3 separate regions of the Mus musculus genome follow, and regions 1 and 2 are each linked to region 3. Evidence: chromatin contacts called from public HiChIP or PLAC-seq data. All regions are on one chromosome and are shown on one strand. Each heading gives the region's core, a stretch centred on a gene start, on an enhancer-like site or on the middle of the called end of the contact. The rest is flanking DNA. Distances are from core to core; before and after follow the strand shown.

What was found. HiChIP or PLAC-seq counts read pairs in DNA pulled down with a chosen protein or histone mark.
Region 1: an H3K4me3 HiChIP or PLAC-seq map of embryonic stem cells shows a contact between it and region 3, with 6 times the contacts expected there. The contact joins the promoter of Platr30 here to the promoter of Txnip in region 3. A contact is called at or near these places in 3 of 39 promoter capture datasets (the C10 cell line, embryonic stem cells and hippocampal neurons), 1 of 15 datasets of contacts at CTCF or cohesin (large pre-B cells) and 5 of 115 datasets of contacts at active chromatin or transcription factors (bone marrow-derived macrophages, embryonic stem cells and memory CD8 T cells).
Region 2: an H3K4me3 HiChIP or PLAC-seq map of bone marrow-derived macrophages shows a contact between it and region 3, with 2.7 times the contacts expected there. The contact joins the enhancer-like site here to the promoter of Txnip in region 3. A contact is called at or near these places in 2 of 39 promoter capture datasets (HPC-7-derived erythroid cells and macrophages), 1 of 484 Hi-C or Micro-C datasets (embryonic stem cells), 2 of 115 datasets of contacts at active chromatin or transcription factors (bone marrow-derived macrophages and microglia) and 2 of 9 other capture datasets (adipose tissue and pancreatic islet).

What each region holds. Positions count from the first base shown.
Region 1 is chr3:96,343,498-96,346,938 of GRCm38.p6, forward strand. It overlaps Platr30 (pluripotency associated transcript 30), which reads left to right and starts at 1,790. Exons shown (of 6, transcript NR_152105.1): 1 at 1,790-2,025; 2 at 2,627-2,880. n-TEttc3 (a tRNA gene) reads left to right here and starts at 3,178; the gene lies at 3,178-3,249.
Region 2 is chr3:96,763,535-96,766,754 of GRCm38.p6, forward strand. The region is part of intron 3 of Rnf115 (ring finger protein 115); the gene reads left to right. Among named protein-coding and RNA genes, the nearest start is that of Rnf115, 38 kb to the left of the region's middle. Within about 2 kb of position 1,412, at least 53 of the 459 cell types and tissues checked have an H3K27ac peak or open chromatin away from gene starts, as enhancers often do. A contact at or near this core is called in bone marrow-derived macrophages, where this site is marked.
Region 3 is chr3:96,556,378-96,559,628 of GRCm38.p6, forward strand. Txnip (thioredoxin interacting protein) reads left to right here and starts at 1,580. Exons shown (of 8, transcript NM_001009935.2): 1 at 1,580-2,108; 2 at 2,512-2,587; 3 at 2,693-2,840; 4 at 2,956-3,058; 5 at 3,212-3,251. The coding sequence starts at 1,859. Gm15441 (predicted gene 15441) reads right to left here. Exons shown (of 4, transcript NR_040409.1): 3 at 909-2,020.

The DNA of each region.
Region 1 (3,441 bases), core at 540-3,039, 210 kb before region 3:
TAACCCACTACCGCTAAACCCGGATCCTAAAGCGCACATGGGCTCCTTCTCTGGGTCCTGTTGGTCACCCGGGCCGTAGCCTGGTCAGCGTGGGGTTCTCATGTGTGGCAGCGGAATTCCAGCATCCGGGAGACGCTGGCGGGTGCGTAGCGCCCACTCACTTCGCGAACACAGCCCAGCCAAGGAATGTTAACCTAAAGGTTCCAAGTTCACACCTACCCTGGGACTCCTGTTGTCATTTTAAACAGCTTTTTGTCCTCTCTCTCCCCGGCGGACAGCTAAACAACATTATCAGTGGCAGATGGACAAACACGCCCAAACCGGCACCCTTCTAGGGTCTGGACACCCTAACCCTGCTGATGGGATATCAATGCTAAACCGTGAGACTCAAATTCCTGAAAGGAATGCGCTCTCCCACCACACCCCACCCCGACTCCCCTTCGAGATAAAAAGATCCTGATGCCTTTGCCAACCCTTAAACAGCTAAGGCATGCGCCCCCTACTCTTTTCACCTGCAAATTAAGGTGGTCTGGGTATCCGGTGAGTGGCAGGAAACCTGAAGTTCAAGTGATTGCTCTAGTAACAAGGTCACCACCACAGAGAACATCAACATAGCCACTCTGCAGCACACAGCTAGTACTGCTACCATTTATGTTTGAGAGAAGGTTTTATGAATCTCACGCTGCCCTAGCACTCTCTTTTCAACTGGTCCTCCAGAGTGCTGCGGTACAAGGGTGGTGGGCCACCCTTGTACCAAACACCATGACTATTATTTTTGAAAAGAGCATATCTTAGTTTGTGCACTATGTGGCTTACCCATTCCAGATTTTATTTCTAAAGCCGATCGTTTTCCTGGTTATTTAGTGACCTCTACACGTTTTTTCTGTAGAGGAGATGTGTGTATCATGGCCACATAGTGTATGTTGTGCCTTGCCTGTGCTCACTTGAAGGCTGTTATGGAAGACTGTTAAAGAAGAGCCAATGGAGAGAAGGTGCAGGAGACAACACCTGAGAAATGGCCAGGGCCAGGTAGCCCCTGTCTTAGCTGTTCCTGCCATCACAGCTGCTACTGATAAACCAGCATGCTTGGTTTATCCATCTTAGGCTTGGAAGCCACCTAGTAAGAACACACCAGGTTAACTCCTGTTTGTGATTAAACCTCTGTTTCTCAAGGACTGGGCTATGCTCTACCTGTAACCTTAACTACATATGGCTCTGTACTGCCTGTCCCAGGAAAAAAACTATACCTTTGTTTCAAAAAGTTGGTATGACCACCGTACAGCCATGTCTTTGTTTCTGGAGAGTATTATCAGCACTTTGTTATGTTTCTGTCACTCTGCCTATTTGCCAGCCGAACCCCGCTTGGAAACCCCCTACTCCTGAGCTATAAAAACTCTCATCTTCCCCATGTCCAATGTTGATGATCTCTTGTACCCCACTTTTAGCCCGTACACACCCCACACACACCACACATACCAACACCACCACCACCACATATACCCACTCCACCACCACCACCACCCCACACACACACTTAAATTTATGTAGCCATGATTTGGGTCAGTTTTCTTTCGCCTAAAGCTACTACTTGAATTGCTTTGACAAAGATAAAGCCAGACCTTAGCTGAAACTGTGAAAACAAACTATTCAGTAAGTACAAAGCACAGATGCTGCCACTGAGACCTGTAAATGAATGAGTACCTGGGTATTCTAAAGGGGAGTGGGGCATCAGAGGTCAAGTCAGAGAAGGGTCAGCACAGGTGAAAATTCTCCAAGGGCTTGCTGGTGTAAATGCCCATCCCACTAGGCTGCTGGTCTGAACTCCCTGCCGATAATGCTTTGTGCTCTTCCTGGAGATGCGGTCTCCTGGTCCAGAGTAATTGTCAGTCTCTGGCACACTCTTCCACTATTAAGCACGTTGGCACTGCCTGAAGGACTGCAACCACAGTGACACTTTGACTCCGTCAGAAGCCACCACTACACAGGGTGCAACTTAGTGTCATGGATGAATCTTCAAGGCATGGTGTAAGCTTTTTCTCCCGGCCTCATCAGCATCATTGCTAACATTTGTAAGATCCCTGAAAGGGGACATGTTTGCTTTCCTAAAACACATATATTTACATCACAATTTATACAGTAGTAAAGTTACAGTTACGAAGTAGCAATGATAATAATTTTATGGGTGGGGGTCACCACCGCATGAGGAACTGAATGAAGGGGATCTCAGCACTCGGAGGTTGGTTGAGGACTATGTTCAAAATAAGGAGACATAGGGGAAAGAGGGTGAAGTGGAGGCAAAAATGACAGAACCTAGGTGGCTGTATTTGAGGCAGAGGTGGAAAGGGAATGCCTAGGAGTCCCCCACCCACCGCAGGCAGCCCTGTGAACACCAGGATTGACCTCCATCCCCTGCTGAGACTGGGTTGAGCATTGGGGCGCAGAGGCAAGCTAACTTCCCTTAGCATTAGATCCGGGAATCTGCAACTTTCGTCTTCCGAAATCTCTACAGGTTGACAGTGTTTAGTGTCTAAAAACCAGAAAGGTTTTGTTTTTCTTTTTTGCTTGTTTTCGTTTTTTTGTTTGTTTTTCCTGAAAGCCATTTGCTTTCCTCCTTCCCTAAGCACAGCTGCAGAGCACAGCATCTAGTCAGGCAAGTCTCCACTAAGTCTTCCTGCTAAGTCTTCCTCTCGAAAGACCGTTAGGATGCTCGAGATGGTCGGGGAAGAAACGGAACCAGCATGCCAATTGCTCCCTTGAGCCAATTATCATGTAAGGGACCTGGAAAAGGATGCTCGACACACACTGAGACCTGTCCTCACTTAAACCACCACGAACCCGAAAAAGTGTTTCTGCACAAGGCTAGACTGGTCTGGAATCCAGGTGAGTTTCCTTATGGCCTGGCCTCAGAGCCCAGTGCACCACCTGGCCCCGGGAAACATGAGAGGTGGAACAGAGGCTGTAGGACGCTGGGGGGTGGATGTGAGCACACTTGATACCTGCTAGTCTTCAGTTTCTGGTCCTGCCGGCATTTATTGGTAAATACCCTACTACATGACATGCCATTCAAATTCTGTTATTCCCTGGTAGTCTTGTGACTAGGATTCGGCACTTTTACGATTCCGACCCGAGTTCACCTTAAGTGCGATTACAACCCAGGTTCACCTTATGTTCTGTCCGTCCCTGGTGGTCTAGTGGCTAGGATTCGGCGCTTTCACCGCCGCGGCCCGGGTTCGATTCCCGGTCAGGGAAGGCTTTTGACCACAAGAATCCTTCAAGGTTTGTGAGCTGTCCTGGAAAAGTCAGTTTCAAGGTTGACAACTCAAAGTTGAAACTGTCAACTCAAAGTTTCCAAATAAATAGCAATTCCCAGGCGACAAACACGCACGTTGTTGGCCATGTACCTCTAGACATATTTTGTTTTCTTTTTTAAATGTCTTGTTT
Region 2 (3,220 bases), core at 162-2,661, 210 kb after region 3:
GCAGGCACACATGCATGCATACTGAACCACAGAGAGGTGGATTGGGGAGAGAGGAAGGGGGAGAGAGGGAGTCAGAGTCAAAGACACAGTTTGAGTGAATTGATTATAGCTGCTACCTCAGATTTTCTAAAAGAAAGGTAAAAGAGCTTCCAGGTATGCACAAGAAGACAGGGTACTCTGAGAAGTTTATTTAAGTAAAATTTGTTCTGTCACATAAGATGCATTATAGTTTATAATATAAAATCATGGTGTATAAACAAAGGTGCTAAAGTATTAAGAGTATCTCCGTTTGCTGGGTCGTGGTGGTCCACTCTCTTAACCTCAGCACTAGGGAGGCAGAAGCAAGTGGATCTCAGAGAAAAGACAAACAAAGAAAAAACCCCCAAAGAGTATTTTGTATCTGTATTATTTTCAGATTCCTTCTTGATATACTGTGACATAAGTACTGAAAGATATAACAATATTAAGTAGGCTTTCTTTTCCTTCCTTCCTTCCTTCCTTCCTTCCTTCCTTCCTTCCTTCCTTCCTTCCTTCCTTCCTCTTTTTTAAAAAAACAGGTCTTACTTTGTAGCTCTTGTTGGTGCGCAACTATGTAGATAGACTAGGTTAGCTTTGAACTCACAGACATCTCCCTACTTCTGCCTCTGCCTGGGTGGTTCACAACCACTTTTAACTCTAGCTTTAGAGGGATCTGACTCCTGACCTCTTGCAGATACACTTGTGTGTACATACCCATCCAGATACACACGCATATAGAATTAAAAATAAATCTTCGATAAAAAAGTAAAATTAGCTGGGTGGTAGTGGCACACGTTTTTAATCTCAGCACTCAGGAGGCAGAGGCAGGCAGATCTTTGAATATAAGGCCAGACTAGTCTACAGAGTGAGATCTAGGACAGCCAGGGCTACACAGTGAAACCCTGACTTGGAAAAACAAACAAACAAACAAACAAACAAACAAGTCTGCCATGATGGTAGCCAATCTTAAGATGATTTTGGGAGTGTCCTTTTCTTTTATTACCTTAATATTACAAACAGTTTAATTTTTATGTTCCTTTTATCTTGGCAGGGCTGGTCAAGACTCTCTTGTAGCTCAGGCTGCTTTGGAACTTGCCATGTAAAATGGCTGGCCTTGAATTCAGTGATCTTCCTGCTTCCAAGTATAGTGCTGGGGGTGGGAGGGTATGGGTGTGAGTGGCCATGCCCTGTGTTCCAGGAGCCCAGGGCTTTAGTTTTACTTTCACTTTCACCGTCCCATTGTTCTTTTCTTATTGTAAAATACATTAAAAAAATTCTCTCTCTCTCTCTCTCTCTCTCTCCCTCTCCCTCTCTCTCTCTGTCTCTCTCTCTTTGTGTTTGTGTGTGTGACAGGGTCTAGCTTTATAGTTATGGTTGGCCTAAAACTAAGTATGTGGACCAGGCTGGCCTGAAACTCACAGAGATCTTTCCCCTTCTGCTTTTAAAGTGCTGGGATTAAAGGTGTGCACCACCATGCCTGGCTTTTTAATTTTTTTTTTTTTTTGAATAAGTTATTTTCTGGAGCTAGACCTTTTAAAGCACAAGATTTTTAAATTATACTTTTAGCTTTTTAAAAAAATTTTTTTTAAAGTTTTTATTTATTTATTTATTTTGGTTTTTCGAGACAGAGTTTCTCTGTGTAGCCCTGGCTGTTCTGGAACTCACTTGTAGACCAGGCTGGCCTCGAACTCAGAAATTCGCCTGTCTCTGCCTCCCGAGTGCTGGGATTAAAGGCGTGCTCCACCATTGCCTGGCTACTTTTAGCTTTTTAACTGACTTTATCAACCTTCCTCCTAACCATTGCTAAGTAGAAGTGTTATTTCTGTGACAAATGGGATCTCCTTGCTTCTTTACATTTGCTAATAAAAACTTGATGAAGATGTGGTTTTAGTTTCAAGTATCTAAAACCTGGCTGAAAGTTAGCTCTTTCTTAGTTACTTTTCCTGTTGTGATAAAACACCCTGACAAAACAACCTAAGGGAGAAAAGTCCACTGTGTGGGGAAGTCTGGAGCAGGCATTTGAGGCAACTGGCTATGATACACACATGTACGTGGGTGGTGTCGCTCAGTTTAGTTTCTCTTTTCCCTTCAGTCTAGGACCCCAGCCTATGAGATGGTGCCACCCACCTCTACTCACCTAGTGTATATACTGCCTCATAGGGATGCTCAAAGGCTCATGTCCTAGATAATTCTAGATTCTATCAGGTAAGCAGTCACCGTAACCATCACAGAACAGCTACTCTGACGCTATTTACCTTTCAGTGTCATCTATAGCCATTATAAAGACATAGTAATCACATCACTTACTCCATAAGCTGGGATTTGTGATGTGTAAATGAGAATGACCCCATAGGTTCACATATTTGAAAACTTGGTCTGCAGTTGGTAGAACTGTCTGGAAAAGATTAGGAGATGTGGCCTTTTTGGAGGAGGTTGGTCACTGGCTTTGGGGTGTAAAAAGCTCACACTGTTCCCAGTTAGCTCTCTCTCTGTCTTGTTCTTGTGCATCAGATGTAAGCTGTCAGCTGCTGCTCTAGTGCCATGACTACCTGCTTGTTGCCATGCTCCCTGGCATGATGGGTAAATACTCTAATCCTTTGAAACCATGAACCCCACATTAAATGCTTTCTTTTATAAGTTGCCTTGATCATGATATAAAGCTACAGCTTGGTACTACAAAGTGTTATATTGCTGTAACAGGCCTGGCCATGCTGTTGTTTGGAGAAATGTGAAAGACTTTGTGTTTTTGAATTAGAAAAGTTGTTGAATGCTGTAAGCCTATAAGTGGTCGTCAGTGGGCCATCCTAGTAGGAGTTAGGAAGACAGTAAGTATTGCTGAGGCCATGTGGGCTATGAAGGCCCTGCTCAAGAGGTCTCATAGATGAACATTAGCTAGAGACCAAGAACTAGAGATCATTTTTGTGATAATTTGGCAAAGAATGTTGCTACATTTGCTTTTATCTGAATAATTTGTCTGAAACTAAATTGAAGAGTTTTGTTCTAATTTCATTGGTAGATTTCAAGATGACCTCATATTGATATGTGTGACTATTAGTGATCAATCACTCTTATGCAGATTTACAATGAAAATGAAAAAGCAGAGCAAAAAGAAGTATAAAATGTACTCTTTGAGGAACAAGAAAGAACCAGGAAATTTAATGTTGGGGCCTTGATTTCTGCTGAAAGAGATAAGGAGAAATGG
Region 3 (3,251 bases), core at 330-2,829:
TTGTGTATATGTTTTTGAACCGTGTGATGTTCATCTCTGTGCTTGCTTAAGGTTCAGTTGTAACTTGTTAGCCTTAGGGTGTCAACCCAGTTAGGGCGCGCGGGGGTGGGGGCTGGGGGTGTTGTTTATGAACAGCGGTGAACAGGCATGCAATCGCTTTTTACTTCTCCATCTTAATCTCAGGGCTATATCATCTTTATTTTCCTGCGCAAGGAAGGAGATAGATAGTCTCCTAATAATTCTGCCCAAATATGGAAGGAGTTTAGGACTCAATGACAAGGCTCCGGCGCGGGGTGGGGGTGGGGGTGGGAGTGGGTGGGTGGGTGGGGAATAGAGTAGGGGGCGAAGGGGGAGGGGGTTGCAGGTAATCCTTCACACAAGAGTTTCTTTGCACACTTAAGAGTTATTTCTCTAGTCAGCTCCTGAGGCATCTCTCAGCAAGGTTTGCCAGATAACTAAGTGAAACTAACACAGCTCCAGCGCCGGTGAAATTGAAACAGGCTTAGGGACATGCATTTCATTTAGTGAATTTGGAGAGAGGACAGAGGGGGGAAAAGAATGACAGGAACTCGAAAACAAAGTAAGGAGTGAGGTTCTTTTTCTTCCTTTTTCTTTCTTTCTTTTATTTTATTTTTTTGGTTTGTCCACCTCTTGTTTCCTGGAGAAACAAGGACGGGGGAGCCATCAGTGTGAAAGTAAACACCTCACAAAGCTGCAGTGAGGAACAAGGGAACATATACAAAATGTTCCCCAACTTCACAGGTACACTGAAGAGATGAGGGGATAAGCAACAGGATGTGGACACTCCCTTACTGCTTCCGCTCCAGAGAACAGAATAGAATGTAATGGGCGAGGAACAGTAGCAGCACATAGGGGCATGAAATGAGGGGGAAATGAGGGGAACCCACCAGAGCATTCACCAGAAAGGACTGAAAGCCAGACTTTAAAATATCTGACAAGTTCTCGTCTGGAGAGACCGCAGCCTTTTATTCTTCAATAGAAGTGCAATAGGAGCATATCGGGTGGGCTCTTTCTCACTAACACGACTGCACTCTCGCCCTCCGCTCCATCCTGGAGTATCCTCGGTGCGATGGGATTGTTTTTCACAAGACTTGCGAACTTGTGAGCCAGGAATAAATGGTCACCTCGAAATGAATTGCGCTGGCTCAGGCGAGTCATGAAATCCTCTCCTAAGCACATTTTTCTTTCACCTAAAAAAAGAAGGGGGAAAAAAAAAACAAAGCACACACCCAAATAACCCAGCTCCCAAGAGGAGTCCCCTGGATGAGGTTCAGGGTCCCGGGGTCCCAGCCTCCCGGGGGGAGGGAGGGCACCCGTCGCCCCGGGCCCCGCCCCTCCTGCTGGCAAGGCTGCGCACCCGAACAACAACCATTTTCCCCGCTAGGAGCACACCGTGTCCACGCGCCCCGGCGGCCTCGCTGATTGGTTGGAGGCCTGGTAAACAAGGGCCAAGTAGCCAATGGGAGAACTGTGCACGAGGGCTGCACGAGCCTCCAGGCCAGCACTCGCGTGGAGCGCCAAGCCAGGCGGCTATATAAGCCGTTTCCGGCAGCCGCTTGACACTCTCCTCCTCTGGTCTCGGGGTTTCCAGAGTTTCTCCAGTTGCGGAAGACAGCTGTTATTTTTCTCCTGAAAGCTTTTGGCACAGCCGGCAGGCTGAAACTTCCAGGCACCTTTTGGAAAAGTTGTTAGGGTTTGTTTGAAGCTTTCTTTACATTTTCGTTTGGGTTTTCAAGCCCTGACTTTACGGAGGCGAGCTCTTCGTTTGCTTTGAAGGGTTCTTAAAGATTTTTTTCCTCTCCGGCTTTCGTTTTTCTTGAACCCACTCGGCTCAATCATGGTGATGTTCAAGAAGATCAAGTCTTTTGAGGTGGTCTTCAACGACCCCGAGAAGGTGTACGGCAGCGGGGAGAAGGTGGCCGGACGGGTAATAGTGGAAGTGTGTGAAGTTACCCGAGTCAAAGCCGTCAGGATCCTGGCTTGCGGCGTGGCCAAGGTCCTGTGGATGCAAGGGTCTCAGCAGTGCAAACAGACTTTGGACTACTTGCGCTATGAAGACACACTTCTCCTAGAAGAGCAGCCTACAGGTACTGCTCCCAGCAGGACTGATGGTGACTTGGGAGGTCTGTGGGTCGGGGAGGGCACCACTAAATGTTTCGAGTTGTTCGTTTGAATGGTTTGAACTGTTGGTCCCTATATTTTTTTACTTTGTAATTAGCAAGTTTTTCACTACCCTTCACCCCCCTAGAGTGATTTGAACACTTTCTGAGGTACTGTTTCCTGAAAGTGTTGTCTTAGCTACTACTTAAAGATTAATGTATTTGTGGATTTCGCAACTTTCTGTCCAAGAAAGTGCTCTGGGATCTTTTCTTCCATAGTGTAAGAGATGAAAGTGGAAGTGAAGTAAGGTAGTCTACTGCCCAGGCACTCCTCATTGACGCTTTCAAAATGTAACAAGAAGCCTAATGGCCCCTTGTCTTTGTTTCCCAGCAGGTGAGAACGAGATGGTGATCATGAGGCCTGGAAACAAATATGAGTACAAGTTCGGCTTCGAGCTTCCTCAAGGGTAGGCATCCACCGTGTGCACCTTGCACTCTTATTTCTAAGTCTTCCCCCTCCATTGATCTCTTACAGTTCTTAGCCTTAATTTTGGTTCATTGTTTTGACACAGGCCCCTGGGAACATCCTTTAAAGGAAAATATGGTTGCGTAGACTACTGGGTGAAGGCTTTTCTCGATCGCCCCAGCCAGCCAACTCAAGAGGCAAAGAAAAACTTCGAAGTGATGGATCTAGTGGATGTCAATACCCCTGACCTAATGGTGAGGATTTTTTGTTTTTGTTTTTAAAAAGGTTTTAAAATTCTTCTTGGTCAGGGATAATAAATTAGATGCATGGGGGTTGAAATATCTCAAAACATTATTTCCTTTTACACAGGCACCAGTGTCTGCCAAAAAGGAGAAGAAAGTTTCCTGCATGTTCATTCCTGATGGACGTGTGTCAGTCTCTGCTCGAATTGACAGAAAAGGATTCTGTGAAGGTAAAAACATACTGCTTCAAATGCTAGACAGGATAGCCAGAACTGGGGGTGGGGGGGTTGGGGGTGGTACGGAGAGGGTCGTAGGGTAGAGGCAGAGGAAGTGCTGTTAACTTGCATGGCTATTCATACTTCCTCATTTTATTTTAACTCTAGGTGATGACATCTCCATCCATGCTGACTTTGAGAACACGTG